Regions from separate parts of the Mus musculus genome. Here region 2 is linked to region 1. Evidence: chromatin contacts called from public promoter capture Hi-C data. All regions are on one chromosome and are shown on one strand. Each heading gives the region's core, a stretch centred on a gene start, on an enhancer-like site or on the middle of the called end of the contact. The rest is flanking DNA. Distances are from core to core; before and after follow the strand shown. Region 1 overlaps Tpst2 (protein-tyrosine sulfotransferase 2). Region 2 overlaps 2900026A02Rik (RIKEN cDNA 2900026A02 gene).

Evidence for each region. Promoter capture Hi-C pulls out the DNA fragments that hold promoters and counts their contacts.
Region 2: a promoter capture Hi-C map of liver shows a contact between it and region 1, with 2.7 times the contacts expected there. The contact joins two enhancer-like sites. A contact is called at or near these places in 2 of 39 promoter capture datasets (embryonic stem cells and liver), 1 of 15 datasets of contacts at CTCF or cohesin (large pre-B cells), 2 of 484 Hi-C or Micro-C datasets (adipose-derived mesenchymal stem cells and liver) and 3 of 115 datasets of contacts at active chromatin or transcription factors (embryonic stem cells, large pre-B cells and pancreatic cancer cells).

What each region holds. Positions count from the first base shown.
Region 1 is chr5:112,280,105-112,285,715 of GRCm38.p6, reverse strand. The region is part of intron 1 of Tpst2 (protein-tyrosine sulfotransferase 2); the gene reads right to left. Among named protein-coding and RNA genes, the nearest start is that of Tpst2, 6.2 kb to the right of the region's middle. Within about 2 kb of position 3,860, at least 118 of the 459 cell types and tissues checked have an H3K27ac peak or open chromatin away from gene starts, as enhancers often do. A contact at or near this core is called in embryonic stem cells and liver, where this site is marked.
Region 2 is chr5:113,151,055-113,156,349 of GRCm38.p6, reverse strand. All of the region lies in intron 6 of 2900026A02Rik (RIKEN cDNA 2900026A02 gene), which reads left to right. Gm42161 (a long non-coding RNA gene) reads right to left here. Exons shown (of 3, transcript XR_003955964.1): 3 at 1,763-2,055. Among named protein-coding and RNA genes, the nearest start is that of Gm42161, 8.4 kb to the right of the region's middle. RefSeq lists an enhancer at 2,122-4,398. Within about 2 kb of position 3,034, at least 82 of the 459 cell types and tissues checked have an H3K27ac peak or open chromatin away from gene starts, as enhancers often do. A contact at or near this core is called in embryonic stem cells and liver, where this site is marked.

The sequences.
Region 1 (5,611 bases), core at 2,611-5,110:
TGGGACAGTCAAAGCACCACCTGGAGGCAGTGGGGCACGGGCTTCCAGAGAGTTCTCAACAGAGGGGACAAGGTCTGCACTGCTTGCTACTGGGTGTCTGATGCCCCAGGCAGGGTCAGCTGCACTATGGGATACTCTAGGTGGGATTAGCTGTATTGTGGGGTGCTGGAGGCAGGGTCAACTGCATTGTGGGGTACCCAAGGAGGGGATCAGCTGCATCATGGGGTTCCCAAGGAGGGGCTCAGCTGCATTACAAGGTCCCTTACAAAGCCCAGAGGGGCCAGGAGTAGCATTATTTTTTTCTGAGGGCTGATAGATCAACTTGCCAGGATTGAGAACACCCCCAGGGAGACAGGCCGCTGGGCACATCTGTGATGGAGTTTCTGGACTGGGTTAACTGAGCAGTTAAGACCTGAGTGTGGACGGCACTATCCCACAGGCTAGAGTCCTGGAGTGAGTGAAACAGAGAAAGCGGTAGCAGTGTGAGCCCTGTCCTTCACACCTCACGGAATGTGACCAGCCACTTGATACTGCTCTGCTAGGACATCTCCACACCACAGGCAGGACCCTCAAACTGTGGCAAAAACAAACGTCAGGTGTCCTCTCACGGCAACGAGAGGGACTAAGACACCTTTCACAACCAAAAGCCACACCACATCAAACTGCAAAACCTGAATTTAGAGACAGGCCCTGGACCTGGCCTAAGAGCTCCAGCACAGGGCCCCACCCAACACAAATGGGGAGGAGGGGTTCCTTCTCAGACATCACACCAAGGAACGAGCTAAAGGTGATGCCCCCAGCAATCTTCATGGTGTCGGTGAAGACCGAAGGAGTCGGATGCCCAAAAACTCATGGGTCAGATAAGGAGGCAGCAGGCAGAATGGAGAGCAAGAACGGGAATCACGTGGGAAGTCAAAGCAGCTTCCAAGACAAGAGAGACAGCAGAAACCAGGGAGTCAGGGACAAGGCAGCCTGAGACGTCCTGCAGAGGAAGCAGGGGTGGCATCAAGGCACAGTTGGGCCCCATGGGAGCCTCCAAGAGCCTTCAGGACCAGTGTGCATCTCAGAGAGGAATAACCCGTGAAAAAAGGTTTAGCAGGAAGAGGGTGAGGGGCTGGGGTCTTCCATGGGTGCTCCGGTGCCCGCAGCAGCCCCCGGTCCTCGGTCTCCAGCAGCACCAGTTCTGGGAGTGAAGACTGGGAGCTGACTTCCTGCTGAACCATGGCTCTAGCCGCAGAGAGCAAGCTCTATCATAGGAAGCATGGCTTACCCCAGCATCCTTACTAAGACCCAACGTTTCAGCAGGAAGCATGTGGCCTGGATCCCTGGGGTGGGGTGGGGTTGTAGGTCCCCCCTGCCAGGAGGGCGTTCCCCTGGACAGCCTGGCAGGCCTCTCTCCCACCCATGGGACAAATGCTCTTGATGCTCTGCTTTCCACCCCCCTCCCCCACTCTTCACTCCAACAGTAGGCATGTTGTTTATAGTCTCAGGCCTCAGTTTCCCCCAGCAGGAAAAAAGGGCTTGGCCCCAGCTTTTAACACCATTTTTCCCCCTCCCCAGACTCCAAATTCTTCATCCAGATATGTGCTGGGTGTGGCAGCAGAGACAAAAGCCGGTGGATCTCTGTGAGTTAAGACCAGTCAGATCAACGCAGAAGTTACAGGACAGCCAGGGCTAAACAGAGGAAACCCTGCCCCCACCAAAAAGGAGGAGGAGGAGCCTCTGCTGCCACCACAGCTGCCACCACTGTGGGCCTACTATGTGCTTGAGCAGAGAGGTAAAGGCGACACTGTGGCATCGTAGAACGGGGTGTAAAAAAAAGCACCTACTGTGTGTGAGTGTCAGGGAGTCCTGAGGATTAGTAATCCACGCACTGAGTATTGGAGTCTTGGCCTTTCTCTCCCTCACCGTCCCTATGGGGGCATCTGGGGTTTCCTCTTCCTCCCACAGCCCTGGGGCAGGAAGGAGGGGACCTGGAGAACAGCCACATCAACATCCCCCATAGCCAAGAGAAGGGTCTGAACGGAACTGATAGCAGACGTCACCCAGGGTCGAGGGAAATGGGAGAGGAAGTGGGAGAGAGACAGGGATGAGAGCTGGGGAGACAGATGAAGAAGACAACAAGCAACAGCAATGGGGGGCAGACACTAAGGTGAGGGAGTAGAGACAAATGGCCAAGATAGAGACCAGGAGAGACTGATGGGCGGCAGGCACAGGTAGAGACAGGGAGGGTGGGGGAGATGGCTCAGTAGATGAGGTGCTTATTGTTCAAGCAAGAGGACCTGGGTTTAAATCCCCAAGTCCCACATAAAAGCCAAGGTAGGAGCATGACATCTACAATGTAGCATTGCGGTGGTGAGTTAAGAGAAAGGTCCCCTGGGGGTTGCTGCCTTACCAGTCTGCTGGGAGTGGTGAGTGAGAGACTTTCTCATAAACTAAGATGCAGAACACAGGAAGACACCCAGCATTCCTCTGAGGCCTCCTCATCACGTACACACACATACATACACAAGCACACACACAGGGGTGGGGGGAGAAGCATAGATACACATAGATACACATGGGTAAAGAGATGGCAAGAGGTCAATTTCTGATGTCAGAGAGACACACATGGAGGAAAGAGACGGGATGAAGACACTCATCCTGAGAAGGCTCTGGGTAGGCAGCCTGTGGGTTTCCCAGTCCGGTGCCCAGAGTTATCTAAGGGAGCTGAGGGGACTAGAGAAAAGGAGCTGTCGCAGACACAACTTCCCAGGCACAGAGCCTCCAGCGCCTCTGGCTGCATCCAGAAACTTCTACTCTTGGTTCTTTACTTATGAAGTAATTCAAGTCTTTTAAAAACTATTTCCTTCCTCCCGTGCTCAGTTCCTGATACTCTGAGACCCGGCACAACCCAGCCTGGTGCTTGAGGCTCGCCTGTGACTTAACTCAAACTGCCTCCAATTTTAAAGCACATGTCCTGACCCCTGACCCCACCCCACCCCCACCCGATGCTCCCACAAACACAGTGGGTTCTGCACTGAGCTCCAGCAAACCCATCAGGCCACAGGCCTCACCTGTCAGCTCTCACAGGTGTGGCTCTCTCCCCCTTCTACCCGGCCAACTCCTCCCCCAGCATGCCTCCTTGACTACCCCATCTGTTCCACACCCCCCCAAAGAGCCTGGCTCCCTGGGGGCTTTGGGGTGGCCTTGCTGCTCCCCACTGCACCCCCACTTCAACCCCACATCCCTTCATCACAGCCCCCCAACTCCACTGCCTGCACACATTTGTGAACTGTTAAGGAGAAGGGATAAAGGCCTCCTACCTGCCTCAGGCGGACAGAAAGCAACTGGAAGCAGCTCTGGGCTCTGCAACAGCCTGCCAGGCTGACCACCCAAGCCACACAACCTGCTTCCACCTGGCTCCTTTCCCGGGACTCCAGCCAGCACCCAGTATAAAGAAGGATCCCGCAGCACTACCCATGACAGAGCTGACCCAAGGGGAATCAACATTAAGAGCTAAGTGCAGAAGGTGCACAGACAAGATCATCACCACTAGTATTTAGAGAACTTTTTATTTGGCCAACTTTCCGATGACCTCTGCAGGAGTGTTGAGGTCCCACGCCACTCTCCTGACTACTCCAGACCCCCTGACATTCCAAGAGACCAGCAGAAGCCTGACCAGGCACAGTTCCCTCATACATACCAGGCTTTTCCTATACACACATCAGTGACAGGATCTGATTAATAAAATAGGGCCAGCAGGAGAGTAACATGTTTGGGGAAGTGACTTAGTAATGTTAAGTTACAAAAGCCTTCTGAAATACTGACCACGTCCTCTGTCACAGCAGACAGAGAGTAACAGGGCAGGCAGCATATACACTGTGGATACAGGAGACCAGCCAAGTCCCAGCCCGCAGGGTAAGTTTCATCACACCTCTTAGAATGGCCTGTTTCTAGAAATTTCCACTTAATACTTCCAGCTCGCCGAGTAATTGAAAACCAGAGAAGAAAAGATAGGGGAATACATTTGTATTCAGTTGTGATGCAGCAGCCAGAGACAAGAGGTGGTCAGCGAGCACGGTGTGTCCCTGGCCCTGTATGACTCTGCTCCCAGGACAAGGTGTGGGGCAGGACCTGACTCTTAAGTCTAGGCCATAATTGTTTCAAATGCATTCTTTAGAAAGCAGCATGGGGGTGGGGCATAGTGACATCAAGCATCCAGCTTCCCAGGTCCCCAGAACAAGAGGCTCTTGCTGCTTTTGGATCTGGTAGCAGCCTCTTCCTAGGGAGCTGCAATGTGCCCTCAGGGCAGACACAGCTACCGAGTGTTCAGTGTCTTCTGGCCCGTCATGGAGGCAACTGTGTACAACTGGAGGCCCCACGTATTCCAGCTGCCTCTACCAATAGCCTACATCAAGCTTGAGTGGCTTTTGGTGGCTGACACACTGCCAGCCTCAGAGTTTGGGAAATACGAGGTTATGTCACTATTGAGGGCAGAGCAGGGGGGGGGGGGGGGGGATCTGTCCCTGCAGCCGGTGGTTCAGACTCACGCATCCCAGAACCTGCAGTTCACCTGCTGAGACATAGGCGGGCTGCGGCTGGCCTCTGCTGTTTCATACCGGCTTAGGCCAGACCTGAACCTAAGGTTGTGAAGGTTCTCTGTGACTTGGGGATTGTGAGATGTTCCACAGACATCCGAGGAATGTGTGACGATGCATGTGAAGAACGCCAAGGAGGATAAAGTAGATTTAAAAGGCGCTAAGCAATAGGGATGGTTTCCAAACACAAGGAAGGCCCACGGCTGCCCTCAAAACCCTGAAGCTTTTTCTACACCAAGTCAGACTCCTGGGGCCAGTCCTGAATGTAACACTGGGGTCAGTTTGGGGGTGATAGGGATCAGGACAGCCCAAGACACCTGCCCGGAGCCTCAGGAATTCAGTTTGGAACTGTAAGTTTCCTCTACAAATGTCTGAATGCCAGTTCAATTAAAACCAGAATAGCAGCCAGGCTCAGTGACACAGGCCTGTTGTCCTAATTCCTAGGAGGCTGACGCAGGAAGACTGAAAGTTCAAAGCCAGCCTGGACTACAGAGAGAGTTCTAGGCCAGTTTAGGCAGCTTAGTAAGACCTCATCTCAAAATGAACCAGGAGTAGACCTCCGTTGTAGTTCAATGGGAGAGAGCCTGTCCAGCATGCATAGAAATCCTAGGTTCAAAGCCAGCTGGCCAACCTAGAACAGCCACATCACCAGGGAGCTAAACAAAACCCGCAGGCAGTGAATCCCTTCTCTAGCAGGAAGAACAGGCCCAGAAGGGGAAGCGCCTTGCCCAATACCACAGCCATCCGGAGGGAACTGGGGCTTGCAAGCCTCCAGGACTTCACAAGGCGAGAACCCTGTGTCTGTCCACCCTGCCATTCAGGAGGAAGTGAGATAGGCAGATACAAATGTGCACAAGAGTGGCTAATACTTGTAACCACTGAGCCCAGGGGCTCATGTGCCGGGCCTTACCAAGGGAAATGAGAGAGGAAGGTCCGTAACCGATGAGGATAGCCTTGGCCTCAAATCTGTCTCCAACCTGGCAGCTGCATGACCCTATAGTCCCGACAGCAGCAACCACTGAGGCCTCTGT
Region 2 (5,295 bases), core at 1,785-4,284, 870 kb before region 1:
CAAGGGGCCCCTGGACATTCAGTATCCTTGAAGTAAAAGCAGTGGACCCTGCTCTGAGGCTCCCACCCCTTGCGCATCCTTCCCATGGTATCCAATCCTAGGAAGAGGCACCCAGAGCCTTTTAATCAGGACAGATCTGCCAGTGGCTATAGCCCGGATTCAGCCACCTACACTGGTTGCTCCTTCTCTCTCTGTGACAGTCTCATGCCCACGTCGCCCAGGTGCGCATGTTGGATTCACACTCATCCAGTGGTCTAGCCTCCAGCTGCACTCCTAGCCCATGTTCCAGACTCGGCCTGCTGTGCCCCAAGCATAGCATGACCCCTATCCTACTTGTTGTGCATGTCTCTAGCATTTGTCATACAGACACAGAAAGGTGGAGATAGACTTTGGGTTGCTGGTGGCCCCTGAGCCTGGAAGGACATCTCCTGGTCCCCAGAAGGACTCCATATGTTACCATGATATTGGACACTTTGTGCCATGGGAGCTGTCCTCTCAGGCAGAGCCTCCAGGACTTAGCCCCTGCTGTTTCCCTGGGTTTCAGATGTTCTAGGCCTGGAGATGTTCCAAAGGATGTGTTAGTCTTGTGGCTGTCCAAGGTGGTTACATGGCCAGAGTACTTCTGGGAACAGTTGCTGTGTGGCCCTGAGCAGTTGCTTGCCTTTACTGAGCCTGAAGGTTTGAATCAGAGTCTCCTTAAAGCCCGTGCACATGTTCCAAGTTCTAGAGCTCCAGTGAAGGGGGGTACTCTGTGGGCACAATGACCTGGGTTCAAGTTCAGGTCTCCCTCCCGCCTTGCGATCCCCAAAGGCTGTGTGTTTCAGCCTTTCTTCTCATCTGCGGGGAAGATATGGCACATAGTTGGTGCTCAATAAATGGGAGCTGCTGCTACTGTCTTTACATACATTCCCTAAGCTTGGTTATGAGACCCACATGGCTGGAGTTGCTGCCAGCTGATCTTCTGGAGGAGCAATTCCCAGGTTGGTCAGTAGAGGGCGCCCTGGTCATAAGCTGGCTGGACCTTTCGAAGGATAGGGTTAGCTCTCAATTGTTCACGTGTGAGCTTCCTGGGGAGAGTAATGGGCAGAGGGACACAACAGTTCCTGGCGGGGAGTGTAGAGGGTATCTCGTGTCTGTCACTGTGATTGGCGTTCTGAGTCCACACTTTAGATGTCAGATTTGTCCATCTCAGGAGCAGATGGGAAGGGTCAAACGTTTGCTTAGAGTGATTGCCATTCCCTGAGGTGGGTGGAGGCTGCTAGCACTGCTGAGGGAGAAGATGGAGAGGAAGGCTCTCCATCTGGGGGAGCAACTGGAGGGTGGAATAGCTTGTGGCAGGCAATGCCAAGAATGGTGACCTGCGCGTTTTAAAATAGCTGGTAGAGAAATTTGAACAACTCAGGTGGGTAACACCCGTTATCTGAGTGGGTTGCTGGGTGCTATGCGTTTACACTGACGTGTCACCCGGGACTCCATAAATACATACAGCATGCTGCTATGGAGATAAAAAATGAGAGTTAGGTGGTAGTGGCAGAGACAGGGGGCATCTCTGTGAGTTCTGTGAGTTCAAGGCTAGCTTGGGCTACATAGTGAGTTCCAGGACAGCCGGGACTATACAGAGAAATCCTGTCTTGAAAAAACCCCAAAATAAATAAGGGTGTGTGAAATGGCTAAAGGTGCTTGCTGCCAAACCTGAATTCCATCCCTGTAACTCACCTGCTGGGAGGAGAGACCAGTCCCGCCAGTTGGCCTCTCTCTTCCACGTGCTCACTAATAGATACATGTAGCAAGGGAATTTTAAACAGAAACAAAAGAAACGCTCTGCAGGTGGGAGAACCTCATGTTTTCTGTGGAGATCCTGGCTGGGGCGCAGCTGCCCTGTGTGCTGGAGGTTGCCTTTCTGCAGCCAATGGCTCTGTGAGCACCATGTAACTGCCACTGTTGCCTGACATGCTAATATGCTCTAACAGAGATGTCCCCTCCTGACCTTATGTGCTCTGATGGAGATGTCGCCTCCTAGAAGCAGTCTTCATTCTCTTCTTCCTGGAAGAGATGCTGGAAAGAAGCCCCATCAGAATCCCAGGCCTGGAGAAGCCCCGCCCTGTAGTTCTGCCCTCCCCCTCCCCCAAGTGAAGATGAAGGTCTTGGGTGGAGGGTTTTGTCCTTGGCTCCCTCTGTGACATCTCAGAATCTTTTGTGTATGAGCTTCCCTGATGCCTGAGCTCTCCTTCCCTCAGCTTACCTAGACACCCCCCCCAACACACACACACACACACACACACACACACACACACACACCAGTTGCAGAGCCTCCATGATCCCAGCACTTGTGAAGCAGAGGCAGTCGCATCGAACTACATGAGCACTCACCCCCAGCCTCAAAGATACTTGAATCGGAAGACCCACCCTACTGGCCTCCTTTAGCTTACCCAGTGGTTTTAAGGCTCTTCAAAAATTTAGTCACATTCTGAGTTCTGTGACGGGGGGGGGGGGGGGGGTGTGGTGTGGTGTGGTATGGTGGGTGGTTGGGGTGTCAGAGGTTCATTTTGTCCTTTGAGTAGTCCTGGAGAGAGAGACTGCTATCATCTGCCCAGAGAGGTTAAGCCACCTCTGGAGAGTCACCTAGCCATCAGCAGTGGAAAGCAATTTGACCTAGGATGCCCGGCCTTGGAGTTTGCGCCGGGCGGCCACCATGTTGACTTGATCTTAGCTCTGAAGGTGTGTCTTGGTCTCGTGAGTGCTAAACAAAGCTGACTGATGAATTCATCAGCTTTTCCTCAAAGCTTCCCTCTGCCCTGTTCTCACCCTGTTGAAGGTATAGATTGGGAGGGGAAGAGGGCCAACCCTCAGTGCTGCCCTGGCTTGCAGGGCCCCAGAGGCTGGGCTGTCTGGCTGTCTTCCCAGAGGGGCCTGCTGGGGCCGCCCTCCCTGCCCTGACGCCTGCCCAGGCTTGCGTGAGCAGCCGGGGCCCAGTGAAAGCGGCCTTTGTCCTCTGGGACAGGTGACCTGAGACTTGTAGAGCATAGCAGGTGGCATGCCATGTGAAGCCACGGTCATCCTGTGACCCACACAGCCGACTGGGCAGGCTCAGGGGTCAGGGCCTCTGAAGAGGTCGGGAAGGCAGATGCTGCCGGGTTCCCGGGTGCACAGCGTGGGAGCTTGGCCTTCTGTCTTCCGATTTCCTGGATCCTCCGCAGAACACAGGCACGTGTATGTGCCTGCTAGCTTGTCCTGACAAGCCACTCGAAAGATGCAGCCCTGTAACTATCTGTTGCCACACTCGTGAGTTCTTGGGGCAGGACACAGTTGTCCCTGACTAGGGATGGGTGAGCTGGGTTCCCCAGGGACTCAGAACTAAGTCCTGTAGAAACGTTGTCACTGTGCATGTAGGGCCGGGGGTGAGAGAGCCGGTACGAGGACCACATTGTGGAGGCAGCCACAGATGGCTCCTGGCATCCCTTCTGCTCTCTGTGGATTCTGGTAGCCACAGACCTACTTCCTCAGCCATCTGGGCGGTGGGTATGAAGCCTGCTATTCCCCTGCCCTGTACTCAGCCTGGGACGGTGTGGGTGCTGAAGGACCTGCCTGCCTGCTGTCTGCTTCCCTGTGCCTCCACACTATTGGAAACATCTTTCCCCAAGCTTGGCTGTCCCTGAGTTCTGGTGGATTCTCTCATCTTGATCTCTTAAGATATGATCATGGGTACCAAGAGATCCCTTCATGGTCCCTGTGTCCCCTGCCAGATCAGGGTGCGTGTGACCTGCTTCACAGTCACCCAAATCTCACGGAGCTTTTGAATAACTGAGAGGTTCTTGCTGTCCTGACAGAGCACTCAGGCCTGACTGGTGAAGTGAGCACGCATCCTATGTCATCCGGCCCCATGGATATGAACTTCATTCACTAGCTTCTCAGGGCCTGGCGCATAGTAGATGCTTTGGTGGAGTGAACCTATCAGAGGGGAAGGAAGGTCACAACGGGCCTTCTCTCCTATGCACATAGTAGGCTGGTTGCGGTTGGTGCATGGAAGGATGCAGCTGAGGTGGTGACTGTACCCCAGACCTGTGTCATCACACAGTGGGCATCCAGGAGCCCGCCCGTGACTCAGGGTGAATGTTCAAGTACCGGCTGCACCATGACTCTGTTCACCGTGCTTGGCGAAGTGCTGGGTATACAGAAAGTGCTCAATAACTGCTTATAGACCTGAATGAGAAAATGAACGACTGACGAGTGATCAGGATCCCTTGTTCATTTCCTCTGTTTTTTAGTACAAGCTCCTGCACACAGTATGTGCTTGTTAATAGTGAGCCAATGACAAAGTGAGGGTTTTTTTTTTTTTTTTCTTTTGAGAATAGAGGTCTTGTTGGTTTGTTTACAGTGAATGAACTGGGCTCAGTGCACAGAGGTGCTCGCTACGTGCACACTGTACTGAGTGAGTAGCTGAACTGAATACATTTCTGAAGCTGGCTGAGACTTGTTTTGTTGTGTTTCCTCCACTTCTCACACAGGGCTACGCACATGGCAGGTTCGTGGCTCATGCTTACTGGGATATCCGGGGCCCCTCAGGGGTCTCTGTCTCTGCAGAATGGAAGAAAAGCCGGTGGGGGGTGGCAATCCTGCTGCCGCCTTTCCTGTTGTTCAGGTCCACACAGGTGGACAGGAAACCGCACAGGCTGCTGGGAGCTGCTGCCCAGGCTGGCCTTGAACGGCCGTGGCACCCTGCCAAGCATGCTGCTAAGGAGCAGCACCCCCGGGGACCCCTCTTCCCAGCCTTGTTGGCTGTTCTAAGTTTAGAGCAGGCTGTGCCAGCCTGCAGCAGCCATTGAGCTGCTGTGTCTCAGTGTCGAGGCCCACTGACCCCAAAGCCTGACCCAGGCTTCCTCAGAGCCCGCTGGGCTCCATGCTTGCACAACAGACCTAGCTGCCCTGAAGTCGAGTTCCCCACCATAAAAGGGCATAAAGAGGTTCTTTCTCTGTGTGCTCAAGGGATCCTGTTCCCCAGCACTGGCTTCATGTCTGGCTTCATCAGACCCTTCCCTCTGAAGGACCACACCCCAGGGCAGCCATCTTGCTGTTCATAATGATAGGCCTGCTTCTCCCCAGTGCAGTGTGCGGGGCAGGGTGCAAGCTGGGACTCACATGGGGTGAGGAGGCCATTTTTAGAGAGTTAGGTAGTGTTCTTCCTCTACCCGAAGACTGGGGAAGAGAGCTTGTGAGTCACGGAGCAGAGCCTCAGTGCCCAGAGACCAGGTCACCCAGTGTGGCGTCTGACCAGATGCTGTGGTGCCAGCCAGCTTC